Regions from separate parts of the Oryctolagus cuniculus genome. Here region 2 is linked to region 1. The links are chromatin contacts, called in public Hi-C maps. All regions are on one chromosome and are shown on one strand. Each heading gives the region's core, a stretch centred on a gene start, on an enhancer-like site or on the middle of the called end of the contact. The rest is flanking DNA. Distances are from core to core; before and after follow the strand shown. Region 1 has its middle 8.9 kb from the start of TMEM212. Region 2 overlaps PLD1 (phospholipase D1).

Region 1 (4,340 bases), core at 102-2,601:
TCTGCTTTCAAATGTCCTGAGTGAATAGGGTATAAAAACCGCAAAACATAGTTTTATCCTCAAAGGATGTCAAGGAAATAGAATCTGAAAGCAGATTTGTGCTGGGGAGAGAGCTAGGAAGAACACTTTGCAAGAAAGTCAGACTGCGGCCAAGTGCTTAGTTCTTTCAGCCAGAGGCCAAAACTATAAAAATTAGAAGAACCCCTTTCATTAGGACAAGATTGAAGGGTTTATGTTATGGGTCCAGCAGCCAATTCTGCACAAACTGTTTTTTCCCTTGTACTTGAAGCTCTGTAATAAGATTAAGATGCTTCCACACCGGGTTTGGCTCACTCACTTGTCTTCCTGCAAAAAAAAACAAAAAAAAAACAAAAAAAAACAAAAAAACACAGCACTGTTGCTAGTATCATTGGCTCATTATTGCTCCTTTAAATAGTTACTGGCAAATAACCAAAACTAAAAAAAAAAAAGAAAAACATGTTTTGCAACAATACCCCAGACACTATTTTGTTACATATATTCCAAAAGAAAGATTGTGAACTACAGCTTAGATGATCATAGGGCATGTAACTTCATGCTTAGCTTCTACCAAATTTATCCAACTTTAAGGAAACACACTTAAGAACTGAAATGTTTAACCTTTAAAACTTAAGGGTGAATGGAAATTTGTCCTCTTTCTCAATGATTTCTTGAAGGATGACCTCTTTCTCCCTATGGTATTACCACTCAAACTCTGAACAACGGAACTAATCTAAGTAATGACTCATCTGTCACGAGATGTGGTTAAAGCATTTCCGTCCCCTGTTAACTTGGGGAAAGAAAGATTCTAGAAGGTTTTCCTTTCTCCCGTCCAGTATATGTGGGACTATTAAACCCCAAATAGAACAGTGTTCAACTTTTTTCCCCATATTTTGTTTTTCTATAAACAAACTTTATCTGTGGCCTTGTAGCAGACAATCAGTTCCAGGAAACACACAGCTAACAGTATCATTCCCTCTTGTTTTGCACATCATATAAAAACAAAGTTTAAGTAAATATTTGAATTAGAACAATTTGAAACATTTAACTTTGGAGTAGCCTTTCCCTAGCATGTATTGATCACTTTGCTCCAGGGTTTTGTGTCAGTGCACTCCTAGCTGACCATTTAAATGAAGCCAGTTCTCAGCAGTATACAATACACTAGCCGAGCAGGGTGGCAGAAAGTCAGCATTTGCAGAATGGAGCTCAGATTGAGGTTCAGCTCCTGTCCGCTCAAAGCTGGTCTATAAATAGCAGTATAGCAACACCTAGTGCTAAGTGCAGACATAGCAGAAGCATTGGTCACAGCAGGCTTGTTACATTGTAGGAAACACTGCCATTGGATGGCTCTTTCTCATGGCCTTTTAACCATGGAGTCACCCCCTGCATGGCCGACTCAGACTAGCTGATCTGTAAGGTCTTTTCTGGCTCGCTCTCTCTGCGATTCTCCAGTTGGGTTACTACTATGGACTTTTCATCGTTCTCCCACATTCCTTTCAGTGAACTTGTCCTTTAGATAAAGGGGACTTGCCTAGGCCTCGGCTTTATCTGTTGTGTCAATGATCTTTGTATGGATTTTAAGGAAGAAATGAAAGGGCTCAAGTACAGGGACAATGTAATGCACAAGTCCCACAGATGTCCTTTTAGCCTCTCCTGCCTCCCAAAAAAACAGTAAGATAAAAATGAGGACAGGATATCTGAGTTGTAGAAAAAAGTGTGAGCTTTTGTGTACAAAAAATGATACCAGCTATCTGCCATCAGGAGGTGATGTCTGTAGTATGTTACCGGAATCCTTGTGTCATAAGGAGCTACTTAGTTCACCGGTTTTCTTCTGTCAGACAAGATCAGGGTATCATCTGTATAAAAATGCAATAGGAGGATGAGTTTGCATAGCCAAATTCCAAGCAAAAATTTTAATATATTTATTATTTCCTTTTTATTTATTTATTTATTTACAGAATAGAGGAAGCACATATTATGTACAGAAAGCTGTAAGGCAAAGTAGATAAAACCTTTGAAAGCATAGATATGCACAAAACTACAGGTCAAGTGAAGATGCGTTAAATTAGACAAATCATCATGAACATAAAAAGCTACAAGTCAGCTCACCGATGGATTACAAAGGTACATGTAGTGGCAAGCATTTTGCCTAGTGGTGAAGATGCTGGTTAATAACCCACGTCCCACCCTGGAGGGCCTGGGTTCAATACCCATCATTGGATCCTGACTCCAGCTTCCTGCCAACACAGACCCTTAGAGGCAGCAAAAGATGGGATGTGATTGGGTTCCTGTCACCCATGGGGAAAACTGGGATTCCTGCTCCTGGCTTCAATCTGGCCCAGCCTCAGCCTTGTGGGTATTTGGGGAGTGAATCAGCAGACAGGAGAGTGCTCTTGTGCACTCGCTGTCAAGTCAATCAATAATAAAGCAGGCCCTTCCTTTAAAAAAAAAAAAAAAGTGAACATCAGAGCTCTACCACCCTCCTCCCCAGAGTAGGAAGTTCTGGCTGGACTCCCAGGGAATTTGTTTGTAACCTTGTGTCTTCCTCTATTTAACACAGTCATGTGGCAGTGTGTCATGTGCCAGTATACACCGCCAGGATAAGCCTAGCCACGTGTCTCTTCAGTACACATCTCTCCTGCAAGGCAGAGAGCTCCGATGGAAAGCCCCGACACACTGCCCAACACTAGGTGGGGTACATCTCTCTGAACCAGTGTCTAACTGCTCAGGAAAAAAATGTCCATTCTCTGTTTTCCAAAAAATCTGGTTCATTCTCTCCCTGCATTACTGTGCAAAGAGTCCCTCCTTTCAGCCTTTCTCTCTCTCTCTCTCTCTCTCTCTCTCTCTCTCTCTCTCTCTCCATTCCTTTGCCTTGCTTTATTGTTCATCATGGCCTCAATACCACCTGACTGACTTGATTCTTCATGAATCTTGGTTTGTTTACTGTGTGTGTTCCCAGTTAGGGTGAAAATTCTATAAAGGCAAGGACTTTGTTTTGTTCACAGCTGCATCCCAAAGCCAGGAACAATGCCTGGCCTGTAGGTGATGCTTAGGCAATGTGGAAAGATGGATGGTTTGATGAACAACAAACCAACCAATGAGTGAGTTCAATTTGTGAATGCATTCATGAGGTCACTGCTCATCCTGACCCTTAAATCGCACAGACTGTTTTACTGTGAAAGCCAGTGCCTCAGGCTTTCCCTTAGAAACATGGAGTACCTTGGTACCTTGAACCCCTCCAGCCCTCTGCTCCATGAAAACTCACAGCAGCACCTTAGGAAGATCTTCCAGGTTGCCTCTCTGAGTGGTTACAGTAACCACACCAGCTTTTTGTGCCCTTCCAAGAAGGCAGGAAAGAAGAGTCAGCTTTATGCTTCTTCATTCCTTGGCCATCCTAGCATCTGCTTTGTTTGTGAGCAAGTTTTAATTAGTTTATGATACAAACAGGAGCTGGGCTGGGGTCACCAATTGCTTGCTCCCAGGCTGCTAATGATGGAGCTGGTAGATGCTTGTTTCCAGTTAACGCCTTTTTTTGTGTGTTCCATGGGGATTACAGAAAGGTCTCCTTAAGCAATACTGGTGAACTCTCCAGCAAGAATTCAGTTGGCCAAATCACAGTGTGCATGACTTCTTCTGGGCTCACTGCTTGTATCAGATAGAAGGGACAAGATCCCCCCTTCAAGGGGGTCACATTCCAACAGATAAAGGCTTCTTAGTGACAGTTAATCTGGTCAGATAGGTACTTTTGTTCCTTTGGGATTATTTTAAGTTGTGGAATCTTAGAGATAGAGAACGTCTTAGAAATTATCCAGTCCAACCTTCACATTTTACTGAGAAGGACACCAAGATTATGAGGTTTTAACTCACTCAAGGTCACACAGCCCTGGTGTCCTGCTCTGCACCATGCTGTCCATCCTCCTGTACAGGACTCTTGCATGTGACAACCCTTCTAGTCCATCTCCACACCAGGGCAAGAACACATACACAAAGCACAGAAATTCTGGGATTATTTTATCAATGCATAAAAGCCAGGTTTTGGTTTTAACCCTGTCCTTTGGTCTAATTCTCTCTCTCTCTTTTTAAGATTATTTATTTATTTATTTATTTGAAAGGCAGAGTTACAGAGGGGCAGAAGCAGGGGGTTGGGGGGTGGGGTCTTCCATCCACTGGTCCACTCCCCAGTTGGCCACAATGGCCAGAGCTGCGCCAATCTGAAGTCAGGAGCCAGGAGCTTCTTCCAGGTTTCCCATTCGGGTGCAGAGGTCCAAGGACTTGGGCCTCTCTTCTGCTTTCCTAGGCCAGAGCAGAGAGCTAGATGGGAG
Region 2 (4,489 bases), core at 1,001-3,500, 230 kb before region 1:
CCCCCTACCAAGCTGGAACTGTCGCCCCTTTCCCAGTCCCCCACTGCCACAGCTGAGGCTTCAGAGGAGCCCAAGTGTGCCTTTTTGAGTGAATTAGGAAACTCTGCTTTAAAAATAGCAAGAACAGCACTTGCACATTCCCTAAAATTTGAACAAAAGATGTGTGGGTGAACACAGAATTCATATTCTAGGAGTCAGGAGTCTTCATTTTGTCACAGAGGTCGTTATTAACCAGGCTTCGAGGACTCAGAGTTTAAAGAATCATAACCAACTACACTCAAATCATACCACTTTAGCTTGCTTTCTTTTATCTATTTATCACAAAAACTAGCTTATAACTATTTCATGGCTTAAGGATAAGTTATTATTTTATATGGACAGACAGATTGATAGGCAATGCATTTAAGAGACAGATGAATATTTTTGGTCTTTTATACTTGGCTTGTGGCCTAAGTCCACCAGTCATGATTCCTGGCTCCATCTGAATTTTATCAACTAGTAAAGAGGCTATAATTTAAAAGTAAAATGAACAGATGTCCATTTGTTCAACGCTCCATGGAATGGATGTGGAGACACACTGCCATTCCCCTCACCAGCTCCCGTGCACAGCTCATTGGAAGCCCTAACAGACAACTGAGACTTTGGCACCTGTAGTTGAAGTGCATTATGGCCTGCAGAGCATTTCCTCCGCCAGTGGAGATGTCTCCTTCAAATCCTGGCAGAAGTGGTATCACAACATACACCCGGTACCTCCGGTTCTCCCTGCAAAAGTCAGACGCAAAGACATTCACCACAAATAGATCCAATATCAGCTGAAAAAATGACAGTCGAGCAGCTCACAAGGTTTTAGAGATTGAGTGAGTGGTTTCCCATGATATATTCTATCACGTTTCAGGGCTTGGGGGTGTTGCCGAATTGGAGGCCAGACTGTGTCACCCAGACTGTCAAAGCACAACCTGATCACTCATCTGAACTTGGCAGGAAGGTGGGAACGGTACTCACTATCTCTACAGCATAATCCTTTGTTTGAAAAAAGCCTTGCCTGGATGCCATGGAAGTGGGGAGGGAAAATGGATTATAACAAAGTTAGGAAAAGATGTTATAGTATTAGTTATGTGTATAACACGCTATAACCACAGTACCTCACTTAAAAGGTAACAAATAGGCACTGAGTTCACAACTGATGGGTAACACAGTCTAGATCTCAGAGACACAAAGATACAGTGGACAGTGCGCTTTCCAATATAGACGTCTAATATTATTGCTTAGAAACTGTGAGATCTCCTTCAAAATGTTACCCTGGGTCTTTTATGAATTCCGGGTGACTGATATTTATTTTTAAATCTCCTGAGCATTTAACACAGTATTTCTCTGCCAACCTTCCCAACTGGTTAATGACAACCTTCTAAGGAAAAGGAATTTTACTTAATGATATTACCACAAAAATAAAGAAAGCATAGTTTCCAATATTGACTGCACACCTAAAGTCAGACCTTTGGAGACATGTGTCTAAATAGGCGGTACTTATTTGGAATGAAAACTGCTAAAGTCTTTGTCTCCATTTACACAATATACAGGATATACAGGAAGAAGACAAAGCCTGGGAATGACGGTGGTATCTACTGCAGTCAACCAGTCTCACTAGTAAATCAGAGGTCGAGAGTCACACGAAGATATTGCTACTGGTTACTCATCCAGTCTGGTTCTTCTTGAAATTTTCATAAGACTTAATTTCGAAAACTCATTTTTTCTTTCATGTGATTATCATTAGTACTCTCTGAGGGATCAGATTTCATTACTCATGTCTCTGAACGTCAACGTACAGAATCCAGACATATGGCAAGCGAAGCTCAGGGCAGAAGGGACTGCCAACAGAATGGAATTTGAAGGCCTGTGAGCTTGGCTCGGCACTGAGAAGCAAAGCCTAAGTAGGTTGTTGTAATGGCACGGATTAATCACTAGATGGCAAACACAGTTTGAGTTGGAAAGAAAACAAAAAAAATGTAAACTTGTTCAAGTTCTCTGCTTGATAAGGGTGGAAGGCTCATATCCCTAAATGGTAAACAGGCTGTTGGAAACGAATGGAAAGAATATCTAAGCTACTCCCCCACAGCCAGAATTCAGAAGGTCTAATGAATTATATCACACACTCAACAACGGACGCCATTTAGCTTCAACTGCCTCTACAGACTCTTCTTCCACTAGGATCCTCCGGAGCCCCTTCCCCGTGACTGGAGGCGACTGCCCTTAGCAAGGAAGCTCGGCTCATCCGTTCTCAGCCTCTAAGGAATCCTACTTCTTCCTGAAAGGGGACTTCCTCTGTCAAACCATCCCGGATCTTCCTATCAAAATCAGGTTACTGCTGCCTGTGCACCCCCAAGGCCCATGGCTGCACCTCTGCTCAGCCCCCTTCCTGCTTTCCTCAATTGCTGACACACACAGCTGCTGCCTAGGCTGGGTACAAAGCTCCTTTGAAACACGGGCCACATAGGCTGTGTGCAAAGCTCCTTTGAAACATGGGCCGCATGCCTACATATCTTTCTATTTTTGGCAGTGCCTAATATGGGACCCTTGCACACAGGACGCACTCAGTGTTAGGTGCTCAGGGAGAACGGGATCCGGCAGGAAGAATGCTCCCTTCTGGGGAAGCCTCTGGAGGGAAGAGGTTAAGCTGCACAAGACTCTTTGCTTTAAATTCAATTTTGTTGATTCTTTCAGTGGTGAAATAAATGTATATAAAATTAGTATTTTCATAGCTTTTAAGTGTACCTTTATGTGGCATTAATTATACTCACAATGTTGGGCAACCATCTCAACTATATTTCTTAAATTTTTTCTTCATCCCAACCAGAAACTCCAGGACTACCAAGTGATAATGACCCTATTTCCCCTCACAGCAGGCACTGGTAACCTCTAGTCTACTTCCTGTTCTAGACCTTGCATGTAAGCAGAATCCTACGGTATCTGTCCTTTTGTTTGTCTCTTATTTCACTTAGCACGACACCTTCAAGGTTCATCCATGTTGTAGCATGTGTTAGAATTCTCTTCCTTGGGCCGGCGCCGCGGCTCACTAGGCTAATCCTCCGCCTAGCGGCGCCGGCACACCGGGTTCTAGTCCCGGTCGGGGCGCCGGATTCTGTCCCGGTTGCCCCTCTTCCAGGCCAGCCCTCTGCTGTGGCCAGGGAGTGCAGTGGAGGATGGCCCAGGTGCTTGGGCCCTGCACCCCATGGGAGACCAGGAAAAGCACCTGGCTCCTGGCTCCTGCCATCGGATCAGCGCGGTGCGCCGGCCACAGCGCGCCGGCCGCGGCGGCCATTGGAGGGTGAACCAACGGCAAAAGGAAGACCTTTCTCTCTGTCTCTCTCTCTCACTGTCCACTCTGCCTGTCAAAAAAATAAAAAAAAAATAAAAAAAAATAAAAAAAAAAAGAATTCTCTTCCTTATCATGGTTTATAGACATTCCATGGTAGGTATATATCACATTCCCTCTTGGGTGGGCACTTGGGTTGTTCCCACCTTCTGGCAACTGTGAATAATACTGTCATCCGCTGTCTGTCTGAGTCCCTGGTTTCAGTTATTCTACTCAGGACTGGGATTGCTGTGTCACATGGTCATTCTAGGTTTAGCATTTGGAGGAACCACCAAATCAACTACACGTTCTGACAGGTAACATACACCCTTAGTACAAAGTTTAAGAGGCAAAAGACGCTAACTCAGAGAGTGGTAAAAGACCCTCCTTCACTCCGCTGTTCCCAGGCCCTGTTCTCCATCCCCAAGGCCAAGCCCGTTCCCAGTTTTATCCAGGTTCCTTTACAAATAGCCTGTGAATTTATAAGCATATATATGTGTCTTTTCCTTCTACACAATGTTAGAATCTACAAATACTTTTTTGAATGCTATTTTTTATCTTTTTTTTTTTTTTGCTATTTTTTATCTTAACAGTAAATCCTGGAAATCCTTTCACATCAGAACATAAAGAGTGACTCATTTTTTAACAACAGGGACACAGCATTCTATCATGGATCTGTATCTTCACATGTAAACAAGCTCTTTGGGACAGGCACTGTGGCTCAGTGAGTTAAGTACCACTTGTGATGCCAACACCCCATAACAGAGTGCCAGTTAAGACTCGCAGCTCCTCCGCTTCTGATGCCACATTCTGCTAACGTGCCTGGAAAGGCAGCAGATGGTAGTACCCCTGTCACCCACGTGGAAGGCCAGGATGGCTTTGGCCTGGTCCAGATTTGGTGGTTGGGGCCATCTGGGGAGTGAACCAGTGAATGGAAGATTCTTATTCCCTCCCTGTTTCTCTCTCTCTCTCTCTGTCTCTCTCTGTGTGTGTGTGTGTATACCTCTGTGCCACTCTGCATTTCAAATACACCTTAAAATATTAACCACATCTTTACTGAAAGGCATGTAAGTTATTTCTAGACTTTTTGCTATTCAAAATAAAATATTATGATATTTATGCTTATCCACCTAAGTCATT

Evidence for each region. A called contact is a pair of places that touch in the nucleus more often than the background predicts.
Region 2: a contact with region 1 is called in a Hi-C map of psoas muscle, with 4 times the contacts expected there. The contact joins two enhancer-like sites. A contact is called at or near these places in 3 of 6 Hi-C or Micro-C datasets (ear pinna, psoas muscle and an unstated tissue).

The regions. Positions count from the first base shown.
Region 1 is chr4:108,409,287-108,413,626 of mOryCun1.1, reverse strand. No RefSeq gene overlaps it. Among named protein-coding and RNA genes, the nearest start is that of TMEM212, 8.9 kb to the right of the region's middle. Within about 2 kb of position 1,351, at least 2 of the 8 cell types and tissues checked have an H3K27ac peak or open chromatin away from gene starts, as enhancers often do.
Region 2 is chr4:108,644,147-108,648,635 of mOryCun1.1, reverse strand. PLD1 (phospholipase D1) reads right to left here. Exons shown (of 29, transcript XR_011388052.1): 23 at 649-762. Among named protein-coding and RNA genes, the nearest start is that of TNIK, 190 kb to the left of the region's middle. Within about 2 kb of position 2,250, at least 2 of the 8 cell types and tissues checked have an H3K27ac peak or open chromatin away from gene starts, as enhancers often do.